Regions from separate parts of the Pan troglodytes genome. Here region 2 is linked to region 1. The links are chromatin contacts, called in public capture Hi-C maps. All regions are on one chromosome and are shown on one strand. The core of a region is the stretch at or near the end of the contact, and the rest is flanking DNA. Distances in the headings are between cores, read along the strand shown.

The links. Capture Hi-C pulls out chosen DNA fragments and counts their contacts.
Region 2: a capture Hi-C map of stem cell-derived neural stem cells shows a contact between it and region 1, with 4 times the contacts expected there. The contact joins two enhancer-like sites. A contact is called at or near these places in 4 of 7 Hi-C or Micro-C datasets (blood, induced pluripotent stem cells and stem cell-derived neural progenitor cells) and 1 of 1 other capture datasets (stem cell-derived neural stem cells).

Annotation. Positions count from the first base shown.
Region 1 is chr17:58,098,981-58,105,331 of NHGRI_mPanTro3-v2.0_pri, forward strand. It overlaps ZBTB7C (zinc finger and BTB domain containing 7C), which reads right to left. Exons shown (of 5, transcript XM_016933665.4): 5 at 1-1,409. The coding sequence ends at 758. Among named protein-coding and RNA genes, the nearest start is that of SMAD2, 100 kb to the left of the region's middle. Within about 2 kb of position 2,716, at least 4 of the 24 cell types and tissues checked have an H3K27ac peak or open chromatin away from gene starts, as enhancers often do. A contact at or near this core is called in stem cell-derived neural stem cells, where this site is marked.
Region 2 is chr17:58,525,603-58,531,953 of NHGRI_mPanTro3-v2.0_pri, forward strand. No RefSeq gene overlaps it. Among named protein-coding and RNA genes, the nearest start is that of ZBTB7C, 45 kb to the left of the region's middle. Within about 2 kb of position 2,264, at least 1 of the 24 cell types and tissues checked has an H3K27ac peak or open chromatin away from gene starts, as enhancers often do. A contact at or near this core is called in stem cell-derived neural stem cells, where this site is marked.

The sequences.
Region 1 (6,351 bases), core at 1,466-3,965:
GACTTGGGGAGTACAAAGCTTCTACCATCTCTGTGATTCTCTGGGGGGATAGGTGTGTATGTGTTTAGAGGTGGAGGGCGGAAACCTCAGTTACCAGCCCCTTCCATAGCCAGGTGACACTGAGCTACAGAGGGCTGACCTGTCAAGGTCACAGGACAGGTCAGGGAAGAAATGGCCCGGGCCTTCCAGAGCCTGGTTCCTGACTGGTTCCAGGAGGCCTCCCTGCCAACAGAGCATTTCTTTCTATGTGGCAGGTGGGTAGTTCTCAAAAAGACCCCGGGGCCACTGGAGACTGGAAAATGAGCCCTCAGAGGAGTGTTGGCAGAGACTTTGCCATAGGGGGTGGGGCTTAACCAAGGTGCATGCCCAGCCCCTACCTCCTCCTGCTGTGGCTGGCTGGGCACCAGGCCAACCACCCCCTGACCCCTCATGACTCACCCAGCTCCTAAGTGCCCCTGGGCACCCAGTTCTTCGTGGCATGGGCCGGTGCAAGTTTCTATATGAGAGCCAGAGAGACAGCCAGGGAGGGAGGCCCGGGCTCCTGGCCTTTTGGGAAAAGATGCCCGTCTCAGACCAGCAAAAGGAGGCAGCTGCTTTAGGAGCCCGGGAAAATGCCATCACTGATAGTATTATTATTATTTTCCCATTTTCCCTTTGTGTTTTTAAAATGAAAAGTTCAGATCCATGGGGTAGGGTAGAGTGGGCCTGGAGGGAGAAGGACTGGAGGGCTGGTGGGCTGGAGCCGACAGGGACCAGCCTAGTTGTTGGCTTCGGACATGGAGGCCACGTGGTTGAGGCTGGGGAGCCCAGGGAGGCCGGCCAGGCCGGCGGCCCAAGGGTCGGGCAGCGGGAAGTAGGGCCGCGCCGCCGCCACGTTCTCGGCCAGCGCGAAGGCCAGGAGGCCCCCCGCGTTCCTCTCAGCCTCCAGCTGCGCGCGCCCGAACAGCTTCATCTGCGTCTCCTCGAACTGCCGCTCCAGCTCTTGCAGGCTCAGGGCGCCCTTGGGCGCTGCCAGGAAGTGCTTGGCGGGGCTGGGGCCCGGGAGGCACACAGCTGCGCCGCCCAGGTGGCCGCCCACCTCGCCCAGCGCAGGGGGCATCACGAAGGCCGCCTTGTCGGGGGCCGGGCCGCCGGGCCCGAAGAGCAGGCTGGCGGCCCTCCACGCAGCAGGCTTGCGGCCGCGTCGGGGCCGTGCCATGCGGCAGCTCTGGCGCTTGATGTGGCGGTGCAGGTGGTCAGAGCGCGTGAAGCTCTTGTAGCAGAACTCGCACTGGTAGGGCCGCACGCCCGTGTGGATGCGCATGTGGTTCTTGAGGTCGTAGTTGTGCACGAACTTGGCGTTGCAGTGGATGCACAGGTAGGGCCGCTCCCCTGTGTGCTTCCGCATGTGGATTTTCAGCTTGTCCTGCCTGCAATGCAGAGACTGGGGGTCAGTCCCGCAGGGAACACCAGGAGCCATTCCTAACCTTTTGCTCCCCCTTCCTCCAGAACCAGCCGAGGCTCCCTACTGCCATGGAGTCAAACCCCAGAAATAGGTCTCATGCTAGATCTACCCTCAACTGCTGCCCCACCTTAGACAGGTATGGTTACTCACCTGGATTAAAGGGATGCAGAAAAAGCAGTGTCCTGAAAGCCCCACTCCCCCAAACTCCTTTTATACCCGAGCTCAGAGTCATGAAACTCCCACTCTATTAGGGGTTTATCTCACATACTGGGAAGATACTTCGCCATAAGTCAGCATTTCTGACCATAGTCCTCGGATAGTGCAGCGACTTCTGCTGATACTGGACTGCACTTTAATCTCACACCCACTCTCTCCAGGCAACCTTATGCTTTCCCTCCAGTTCATCTATATGCTTTGGCCCAAAGTCCCTGGTCCCATCCCAGCCCCCGGGCTATTGAGATCTGTCTGTGTTTGGCACTAATCTGGGAGGCTATAGAAGCTTGGGCACACCTTGTTCAAACCTCCTGCATGGTGGTTTCTTATCCTAAGCCTTGGGCTCTCCTCTTTGTCTGTAGACAATTTCAGGGTTTACAAAAGAGCCAGGTGCGAAAAGAATGCAGCCTAATCTAGGGCAAAACTTTGCAGGGTTTAAGTGGTATTATTCACAGATAAGGTATGGTGTAGGGTGGGGGCGCCTGCGCCTATTGGGGGTCTGGGAGCCTCTGCGCCAGCTGCAGACCCACCACCAACTTGCTGGTGACTTCAGGCAAGTTGCTTAACCTCACTGCCCAGAGCTGAACCTGGTGCCAGACATCAATTCTCATTGTCCAGGGCTCATGGAAAGAACCTGGGTCTGTGTGAGCTAGATTCCACACACCTCCTGGTGGTCTTGACAGGAAAACTGACATCAGGGGGTTGTTTTCATAAACACTGAGCATTGGGTAAACCAGCTTAAGGTGGCTGAGGTATAGGCAGGTGGGCTGCAAGAATTCCTCTTGGGATAATTCGCAGCCTTCCCCAGTGGGGCCATAGGGGCCAGGAAGCTCTGTGTCTAGTCTCCTACTTCCTCCCTGCAGGTGTGGCTTGGGTGGAGCATCTGCCTATAATTTCAGGCTCTGCTTTGAGGTTAGAACAGATGTGGAGTCCAGGTGTCCTCCCTAAGATGGCCAGATTTAAACCCTGTTTAACGTAATCCTAGGACAGCAGGTGCAGGTCCTAGGCTCCTGGTGTCTCCTGGCCACTAGAGGTCTCACCAGCTCTCATTTTCAAAATGGTTCTCCAGGGGCAGAGCAGGAGAGAAAAGGACATTCCCATGAATACTGGCAGGCACTGTGAGAGGAGGATCAGAGAGGACAGATCCAGTCCTCCCACCTGTGCTCACAGGAAGGCTGGAGAGCCCCTGGGAGTGAGGAGAAGGGAAGTGGGGTCACCCTCTTCCCCTCCACATCCCACTGCTCCTGCCTTTTTTCAAACCCACCAGCCACCCCAAGGCTACATAGTTCTCTGCTGTGATATCCCACCCCCTACCAGCATGCTGTGGTCTCTGTAACCCAGATTTCACCTAGATGATTGGATTTTTGAGGAGGAAGGGACTTCAGAGACCATTTAGGCCAGTGGGTCTCAAACTTAAGGACGCATTCGAACCATAATCAGGACTCAATAAAACAGTGCTGGGCCCTACTCCCAGAGAGTCTGATCAGTAGGTCTGGGATAGGGGAGAGGGACAAAGGATTTGCATTTCTAACCAGTTGCCACATGCTGGTGGTGGTGGTGGTCCGTGGACCCCACACTGAGAACCACCGGTCTAGGCAAAGCCTCCACTATGTAGGTGGGCAAACAGGCCCAGCTGGGGAACTTGCCAAGCTCACCCAGAGAGTCATGGCAGGCCCGGGAGTCAAGGCCTCTTTTCTCACCACAGCACTGTGACTGTGAAAATGGAAGTGTCGGGTGCCTGTACCCCTGGAGTGATGCAACTTCCCAGTCCTAAGGGATATGTCTTGGGCCTCCACAAATTCACTCAGGCTCTGATGGAAATACTGATGCTAGGTGGTCGGCTGGGCTCCCTCACCAGGCCTGGCAGAGGGCTCAGCTCAGAATCAGCTAAGCAGGGCTTTAAATGCATCATCTCATTACTCCTCACCACAACCTATGAGGCAGGTTTCTTTATTTTTATTTTTATTTTTTTGAGACAGAGTCTCACTCTGTTGCCCAGGCTGGAGTACAGTGGCACGATCTCGGCTCACTGTAACCTCCACTTCCCAGGTTCAAGTGATTCTCCTGCCTCAGCCTCTCGAGTAGCTGGGATTACAGGCATGCACCACCACGCCCAGCTAATTTTTGTATTTTTTTTAAGTAGAAACAGGCCTTCACCATGTTGGTTAGGCTGGTCTCGAACTCCTGACCTTGTGATCTGCCCACCTCGGCCTCCCAAAGTGTTAGGATTACAGGCGTGAGCCACTGTGCCCGGACAAGGAAGGTTTTTTTTTTTTTTTTTTTTTTTTTTTTTTTGAGACGGAGTCTCGCTCTGTCGCCCAGGCTGGAGTGCAGTGGTGCGATCTTGGCTCACTGCAAGCTCCGCATCCCGGGTTCACACCATTCTCCTGCCTCAGCCTCCTGAGTAGCTGGGACTACAGGTGCCCACCACCATGCCTGGCTAATTTTTTTTGTATTTTTAATAGGGACAGGGTTTTACCGTATTAGCCAGGATGGTCTCGATCTCCTGACCTCGTGATCTGTCCACCTCAGCCTCCCAAAGTGCTGGGATTACAGGTGTGAGCCACCGCCCCTGGCCAGGTAGGTTTTTTTTAAGTCACTATTACACATAATTAGTAGTACTGATCCTTAGGGTCACTCTCAAACAATGGACAATGTAAGTGGTAAATCTTCAAATGCCTCCCAAACTTCTCATTAGAGTATCTAAAAGAAGTCCCATTTTTGTGGCAATTGGTCCAAGGATGTAAGAAGTGCTGAGAAGGTGCCTACGATATCCTTTTATTGAACATCTGCTATGGGCAGGTAAATACATGACTTCATTGACCCTGGGAATTCATTATTCAGAGGCATATGGTATAGAGGTAGGGCCCCTCCAGGAGTCTGGGAGTCCCTGTTGTAGCTTCAGACCCACCACCAACTTGCTGGATGGCTTTAGGCAAGTTATTTAACCTCTCTCTGCAGAGCTAAACCTAGGACCAGACATCACTTCCCATTGTCCAGGGCAGATGGAGAGAATCTGGGTTTGCGTGAGCTAGATTCAACACACTTGGTGTAATTCCCTCACTTGGACACAGGCAGAAAGGAGGCTCAAAGAAGTTAAGAGCTTCCCAAAGGTATACAGCTGGTGGGGGCAAAGGAACCTGGGGGGCTACCTGGCTGTGGTTTGTTTGTAAGCTATTCTGGGGATGAGAAAGGATGGATTTTCACAGCAGGGATTCCCAACCTGAGGCCTAAGAGGACTGCTGCAGAAAGGGCAGACCAGAACAATCAAGAGAGGGCACCGGTAGCCAGCTTTCTGCCTCTGTGGCCAGAAGACTGGGGTATGCCAATGGGAGGAACTCAGCCCTGGGCAGGAGCTTTCCCTAATGGAGACATTTGTGGGAATGGGGGCAAGGGGTGGGAAGAGTAGGCAAAGCTCATGATAAGCCAGTTCTGGAAAAAACTTCAGAGGATCATCTAGTTTACCAGGCATACTTTACCACACTCTGATTCATAGTCTGAGTCAGTGGGCCCAGTAAGCTACACTATTAGCAGTACACTTCTCAGGACCTTGAAAACACTGATCTAATTACTTCCAAGATAAGGAAAGAAAGGACCAAAGGGGGAATGGTGTTCTAGGGCCACACAGCCTCCTTCTTTACACTGACCTTTCCTGTGGATACCGTGACGTGCATTGGAGCTGGAGGTGGTGCCGGGCACACTCCAAGAACTAGATCAGTTCCCTTCCCTGGTCTGGGCCTTAGTTTCCTGATCTCTAAAATGCGGGTTGGGCTGCATCCCTGGGGCCTCTAGTGCTCCATGAGTGTATGCATCTGGGTAATGGGCTTCTGCCAAATCTCCTTCTGGAGTCTGTGTGGCTGGCTGGCTTCCTTGCTGCTTCACATATTCAATCTGCCTGTGGAAGCAGCGTGAGTTTAGCTGGAATATGTTCTAGCTGGAATCTCAGGAGCTGAGCTCTTAGTTACTTCTCTGTAGGAATGGAGGTCTGGCAGTTCCACTTAAAACTTCCCAAGGCCCCCTTGTCCAATGGCCTGTGTGCTCACTTACCCCTTAGCATGGCTTTCTGGGCTCTTCACAAGCTCACTGCCATCTCCTCTGCCAGCTTCCTGCCTGCCCCCCATGGTACGCTGCCCCACACTCTGGGCAACTCTGCATCTTTGAACACCTGCAGGTATGAACTGGACTGCCGGTCCCCCAGTGCACAGCCCACCACATTACAGGGTGGATGCCCTGTAAACCCTGGCTCCTTCCCCATGTGTGCATGTCTTGTGCTTGGACACCGATGCTCCATCCTTAGGGCCCTCCCAGAAGGCCAAGCCCAGAGCCAGGGTGCCTCTTCCTCCCAGCCCTCCTCCTCCTCCCAGCCCTCCTCCTTCCAGCCCTCCTCCTCCCAGCACTCCTCCCTGCACGTGGCATGGAGTTCTGGTACCTGCTTTGATGAGAACCTGTGGGATGCTCTTTCGTACTCTGCACAACACACAACACTGAATGTAGATAGAGAGGAGGCTCACTGCGCGTTTGGTGACTGACTAGTGGTGCCAATTTCAGAACTCTCCGACTACAAATCCAACATGCTCCCCTCTGGCCCTGGTCCCCTTTTCTGCCATCTCGTTCCATCTCTCTACATCAGGGACAGCCAAGGACATATGCACCCAAGCCTCGGTCTACATGCCTCCTTTCAGCCTGGAGAGCTC
Region 2 (6,351 bases), core at 1,014-3,513, 430 kb after region 1:
GGAGTCCAGCACAGCCCCTCATGGCTGACACATGACTCATGTGAGGATGGATGGGTAGAGTGGCATCTGGGAAGGAGGCAGGGTCTTCAGGAAAGGAGGCGCCTAATTCAGAGCATGGGCTGGGCTGTGTGGAGGCCCCACAAGGCTCATCTATCTTGGTGGGCAGTGGGTTCCCAGAGTTGTAAAATTTCATTTCTCCTGGAGCTTCTGATCCATAGGTAGTTTGAACTGGTGAAACAGGAAAAGTTCCCTTGTTCCCCTCTCAGGGCGTGCGATGGAGGTGTGGCTCGCTTCTTCAGTGCCCCACTGCTCACACCTCTAGGGGTAGCATGCAGACAGGAAGGCTGTGGGGCTCCAACCTCATGGCAGCGTCTAGGGGTAAATGTTTGCTGCTGAAGCCCAGTGGGCATGTGTTACAGGGTGCTCTTTCAGTTTAGCCATCTGTAGGCGGCTTGTGTTAATCCGCTCAATTAGACCCCCTGCCTTATCTCAAGGACAGAGGACTTTCTGCATCCTGGGGCTTCTTGCCTTGGTGTATCGGAAGAATCAGATCACATGTGGGCTTGGAGAATGAGTGCAAGGTTTTATTGAGTGGCAGTAGCTCTCAGCAGATGGGGGAGCCAGAAGGGAGATGGGGTGGGCAGGTGGTTTTCCCCTGGAGTCAGGCTGCTCTGTGGCCAGGCTCTCTTCCAACTACCCTTGGGCTAACTGTGCCTTGTTCCGCTGGTCGTTGGCCTGCTGGTGTCTGCTGGTGCTTGTCAGTGTGTTCTTCCACTCCTCTCGAAGTCCAGCTGCTTGTGTCTCTACCGGCTAGGGTCTCTGGGATTTTTTTTTTTTTCTTTTTTTTTTTGAGACGGAGTCTCGCTCTGTTGCCCAGGCTGGAGTGCAGTGGCGCGATCTTGGCTCACTGCAAGCTCCGCCTCCCAGGTTCACGCCATTCTCCTGCCTCAGCTTCCCAAAATAGCTGAGACTACAGGCGCCCGCCACCACGCCTGGCTAATTTTTTTTGTATATTTAGTAGAGACAGGGTTTCACTATGTTACAGGATGGTCTCGATCTCCTGACCTCGTGATCCACCTGCCTCGGCCTCCCAAAGTGCTAGGATTACAGGTGTGAGCCACCGCACCCAGCCAGGTCTCTGGGTTTTATAGGCACAGGATGGGGGCATGGCGGGCCAGGGTGGTCTTGGGAAATACAACATTTGGGCATGAAAACAGAAATGCCTGTCCTCACCTAGGTCCGTTGGCACAGGCCTGGGGGTGGAGCCCTTGCCAGGGACCATGTCCTTCCCTTCCCAGCATTTCCCTGGCCCCGTCCTGTATCACTGGGAATATTCCAAATGCAGGGCTGCAACAGCAGAGAGAAGCATAACAGTACCCCTTCATCCTGTCTATACCTCTCCTACCCCTTTCTTCTGGCCACACCCCTCCCCCCAACAAAATGAGAAAAGAGACACAGAACAGGAAAGTCAAGGCAGCAGCTCAGATGTCCGTCTTCAGTCTGCACTCTACAGGAATGTGCCTTTAGGTTTACTAGATGATATAGGTGCTGCTGGCAAGAGACCCCTCTAGGAACTGGCTGCCAAGCTCATCCAGCCCAGACAGCAGCTGTGAGCTGGTCTGGGGCAGAGCTGGGGGAGCCATTTACCTCCCATGCCTCGTACGTAATAGGGGGTCCCTGGGTAGGATCTGGGGCAGGTGATCAGGCAGGGATACCTTCATCCCAGCCCTGTAGCTTTTGTCCCTGCCACCCCTTCCTCTTCCAGGAGTGCTCTGGTGCCTGCCAAGATAGGCTGCAAAGCCCCACACTGCCAGCCTGGGGACAAGACACTCCTAGCTCTCAGCACAGGCAAGCTCTCCCCACCACAAGGTCCCTGTCTCTGGTGGATGCTCCAGGCTGTCTCTGTGCCTCTGTCTTTACCTAGTTTAAGCCTCAGTTCCTTTGGGCGTACAATGAGAACAATAATAATAACCTTCATTTTCTATTTGGGACTGTTAGCATAATCCAGGGAGACCTTGGGTGTGAGGTCCAGGAGGACCCATCAGGGGCTCCAGGTTAATTATTGTTATTACCTCTGCTTGACTGACAAAGAAAGGGGAAGAAGAGAGGTCACATGCTCGGACAGGCCTGCTGTGATCAGGCTGAGGACTGGCTGGACTCTGTTCATTCTATTTCAGCAGGTCTGTAAGCAGGAATGCAGGAAGCAGTATCAGGCCCATAGCACAGAAGAGTGGGTGGCACTGGCTGAGAGAGGGCAGATAGGGGGATGGCCAGTGGCCAGGATCATGCCCAAGGGGCTGTCTGGGGCCTCAGCTCCTTAGGGCCCAGGGAGGTGGAACGCGCCGGAGGCTGTGGAACCATGAGGCAATTTGGGAGCCTCCCTGCCTGTTCCTAGATCTTCTCAGGGAGTGGAACAGCCCTAGAGAGGGCAGCTTCCAGTGTTGCCCAGGCTAGAACAGAACAGCCTGAGCTCCCCTGGAGACCTCTGGGGTTGTCTGAGGCCTGTCAGCCTCTTCCTTGGAGGGCCTCAGTGCCTTCTTCTGGGACAAATAATATATCAAATAACTGAAATACCCAGAGAGCCCCCTGGGGGCTGGCACCGAGCCTGGCACTGCTGGGAATGCAAAGGGGACTTAGACCCGTTGCTCACTCTCCAGGCAATTCCAATCCAGTGTGAGCAGTTGGGGAGAAAGGGCGGCAGAAGGGTGAGGCAGCAAACACCCAGGTGGCTGCCCCCAGGTCAGGTCCGAGAAGACCAGGAGAGCACCAGAAACCAGAGAGACGGGACATTCCTGTCTGTCTAGGAGAGGTGGGGAAGGTCAGGAAGACTTTTTTGGAGTTAGGGTTTCCTTAGAGACATTTCTGAGCATTGGTTTGGCCCTGAGGCTGGGTTTTGGGTCTTGACTCTGCTATTCCTATGAACAAGTAGTTTTGAATTCTCCAAGCCTGTATTTTCTCATCTATAAAAGAAGGAAAATAATATATCTGGCCATGCCGTGGCCGTGGTGATGGAATGAGATCATGTTCACAGCACTGAACAGGGTGTCTGTAAAGCAAGTCTCAACAATACTCACTGTGCTTGAGGGTGGATGGGATTGAATTTAGAGAGGTGGTGGGGAAAGGAAGGAGCCAGCAACAGGACAGGGCAATTCAGCCCATCAGCTTAGGTTTGAGCTACTCAAAAATTCATTTTGGGTAATTAAGGAAGTTTCTACTTAAGGGCTTCAGTGGGGAAACGTTTTATAAAATGAACATTTCTTTTTAAAAAGTGAAAATTCTGTCCCTGTTTTTCTGCTTTCAAGTCTAGATTTCATAGAATGATTCCAGCATGCATTAAGCACATTGTTTATCCAAGGTGCTGTGCTCAGAGCTGTGGCGATCCAGAGAGACCAGGTCGCTTCCACCTTCAAGGAGTTTGCAAGTTCATGTTCACAGCCCTGTGGGAGAAGGCGATTTCAGGAAGCCTAGCCCAACCCCTCTCTCAAACGCCTCCAAGGCACTGCCACGGATGGGTTCCCCACCCCCAGACGCCATGATGTTGGGCAGATCTGCTTCTTTTGCTAAGATCAAGGGCAAATGGGCCACTGCTAACTAAGGTGGGCAAAGTGGGAGCAGCTGGAAGTGAACACTAGAGATCTGGTGAGAAATTCCAAGACTCCAGGGCAAAACTTCCCCAATGAGCCCTCCTTGCTGAATTTAAAATGAACAGCCCAGCTGCAAAGAGAGTATTTGTTCTGTGTTCACAGGGAAATGGCCTGTGAAGGTCTGACCTTGGCTCTGACTTCCACACCCCCTCTTGCCACAGACCAGAGCCACAGAAGCATTAACCCTCAGTCCACCGAACCATTGCTATTCAGCAAAAGGCATCCAGCTCCTTGTGTGGGGTTAGGGGAAGTGGGTGCAGCACATCACAGCGGTCATTTATTAAGCTTCACCTACTATGTGAGGTGCCTCATTATGCTAAAAGATAGACTCCCCATTTTACAGAGGAGGAAACTGAAACTTAGCAAGGTTTAATAATGTGTTCAATACTCATACAGCTAAAATGAAGCCAATGAGAAATGCTTATCAGAGCTGGACATCAAAGGCTGTGTTTTTAACCACAGCTCTACCAGCACCCAAGCCAGTGCTGTGTTTTAAGCCCTTAAGGGACTCTGACAGTTTTCTTTATGAACCTTTATTCTACAGTTCTAAATAGCAGAACTGTGGATTGTAGGGAAGAGGGTTGGAAACTCACAGCCATGAGGCTGCATCTGATCAAAAATACATTTTATTTAGCTAAAAGAATGTTTTGTGTGTGTGTGTGTGTGTGTGTGTGTGTGTGTTTTGTAGAGGTGGGGTCTTGCTATGCTGCCCAGGCTGGTCACGAACTACTGGCCTCCAGTCATCTTCCCACCTCGGCCTCCCGAAGTGCTGTGCCCAGCCCTAAAATAATGTTTTTAAATTAAAACATTTTAATTTAAGTGTCTTTCTTAACATGTACTGCATAACCTGTTTGGCCTTTTCCATGTTGAATTACCTGCCTGGCCTGGAAAGCATCGGAATCTGTGACCCTGTAAGAGCCCATCTCTCATCCTCACTGTGATGGCAGGGCTGGTGCCTTGGGACACTTGTGTTTTGAAGGTGCTTCATCTCCTTTCTCTTGGAAGGTACTTTGGGGCTGCCTCATCTGCACTGAGAAATCAGACCGAGGGCCCAGAAAAACTGATAGAACCCTCACCCTTCCCTCACTTCACCAACTTTGCCTTCCCCTTCCCACTCTGCCAAGGACTCCACAGTCCCAGACAGGGGAGCTTGTGTTCCCAGGGCCAGAAGTCCACTGTGTGTGGGCAGCTCAAAGGGGCCAGGCTGCCAGCATTGACCTCATGATCTTCAGTGGACCCAGAAGTCCACAAGGCCTGGCATCGACTGAGACCACTGGGCTCAAGGCTGGGCTACTGCCACCTGGTCCAGAGAGCCTACAAACGCAAGGCAGCTCCCGTCCCAGGTCTGCTGCGCTTCAAGACAGCACCAACAGCAGCTGAGGTGAGGGCTCCAGGCCCAAGAGAGGGGGCTGGCTGGTCCCCTGAGTGTCGTAAGGGCTATGGGTACGCCTGTGTTCACACGTTCCCAAAACAAGTCCTGGACAGCCTGTCTCATGACACCAGGAAACAGTTGCTTGATGGGAAAACTGCTGTGTGTGTGTGTCTGTGTGTGTGGGCGCGTGTGTGTGTGTGTGCTGGAGGGAAGAAGAAAGGAAGGGAAAAAAAAACAAGAGAGCACTGAGCAATTCCAAAGGCGTGTGGTTTTCTTCTTGTGGTTTGATGCAAGGGCTTGGTGGTTTAAGTAAAGCCCTGAGCCCAGATTGTGGGACAGTTAAAGACTAGGTGGAGCAGGGGTGAGTCCTGAGAACAAAGAGCCTATTGAGGGTGCCCTGCCCAGGGGGAAGAGGCAGGCAACAGGGGGTGGGGCAGCCCCACTCACCTGTGGGAGCCCTCCTTGGGCACAGGCTTCTGGTCTACCCAAAAGCTGTCACAAATATGACTCACCTAGGAGCTCTTCTAGCAACTGTCGGGGGCAGTGCTGTGTGAGGGGAGCCTCAGACAGAATGCAGTCCCCTATGTGAGCCATACTTGGGGTTCAGTAGATGAAGTCACCACAGAGAAAGACCAGAGATGATAGTTTGGATTTTCATGCTGGAACAGTTGCTAACACAGCACCAGGCCTCAGAGCTTGGACAGGGTCACCTGCAGCTCTGACTTTCTAAGATTCTAGAGCTCTTTTTAGGGGGTGTGGTTTTTCTTTCTACTTAGTCTCAGCACCCTGAAGGAGCCTAAGGTATGGCATAATAATAGCTAAATGTATACAGCCCTGCTCACTTGACAGACACTAAATATTCTAAATCTTCTCTGCTAGCTCAGCTCATTTAATCCTCACCATTCTAAGAAGTCGGTCCTGTGGCGATTTCTGTTTTACAGATAAGGAAACTGAGGCACAGAGAAGCTGAGTGAGTTACTGGTTTGTGAGTCCAGGGAGTGGGCTCTGCATCTATATTACTGATGATACGCTGGCTCATTAGGGGAAAGGGAGAATGTCCAGGACAAGGGCAAATATCAGATCCCACGGCACAGGCCCCTGCAGCCCAGACCCTTCCTTCAGCATCCTCCCCACAATAAACACAAACCAACGCAGAAGATGATGGTCACCCCCCAGGGAGGCTGACGCCCTGGCTCCTGACCCAGAGGAAAGCGAAAGGAGTTGGGCCCGCCTGGCCCCTGCGCTGTCTGATAGGCAAGGACGGGCACTGGTTAGCGGGGTGAGCTTGATGAGTCAGACGCCCACTGCGCTGAGTAGCCTTTGAATACACCTCTA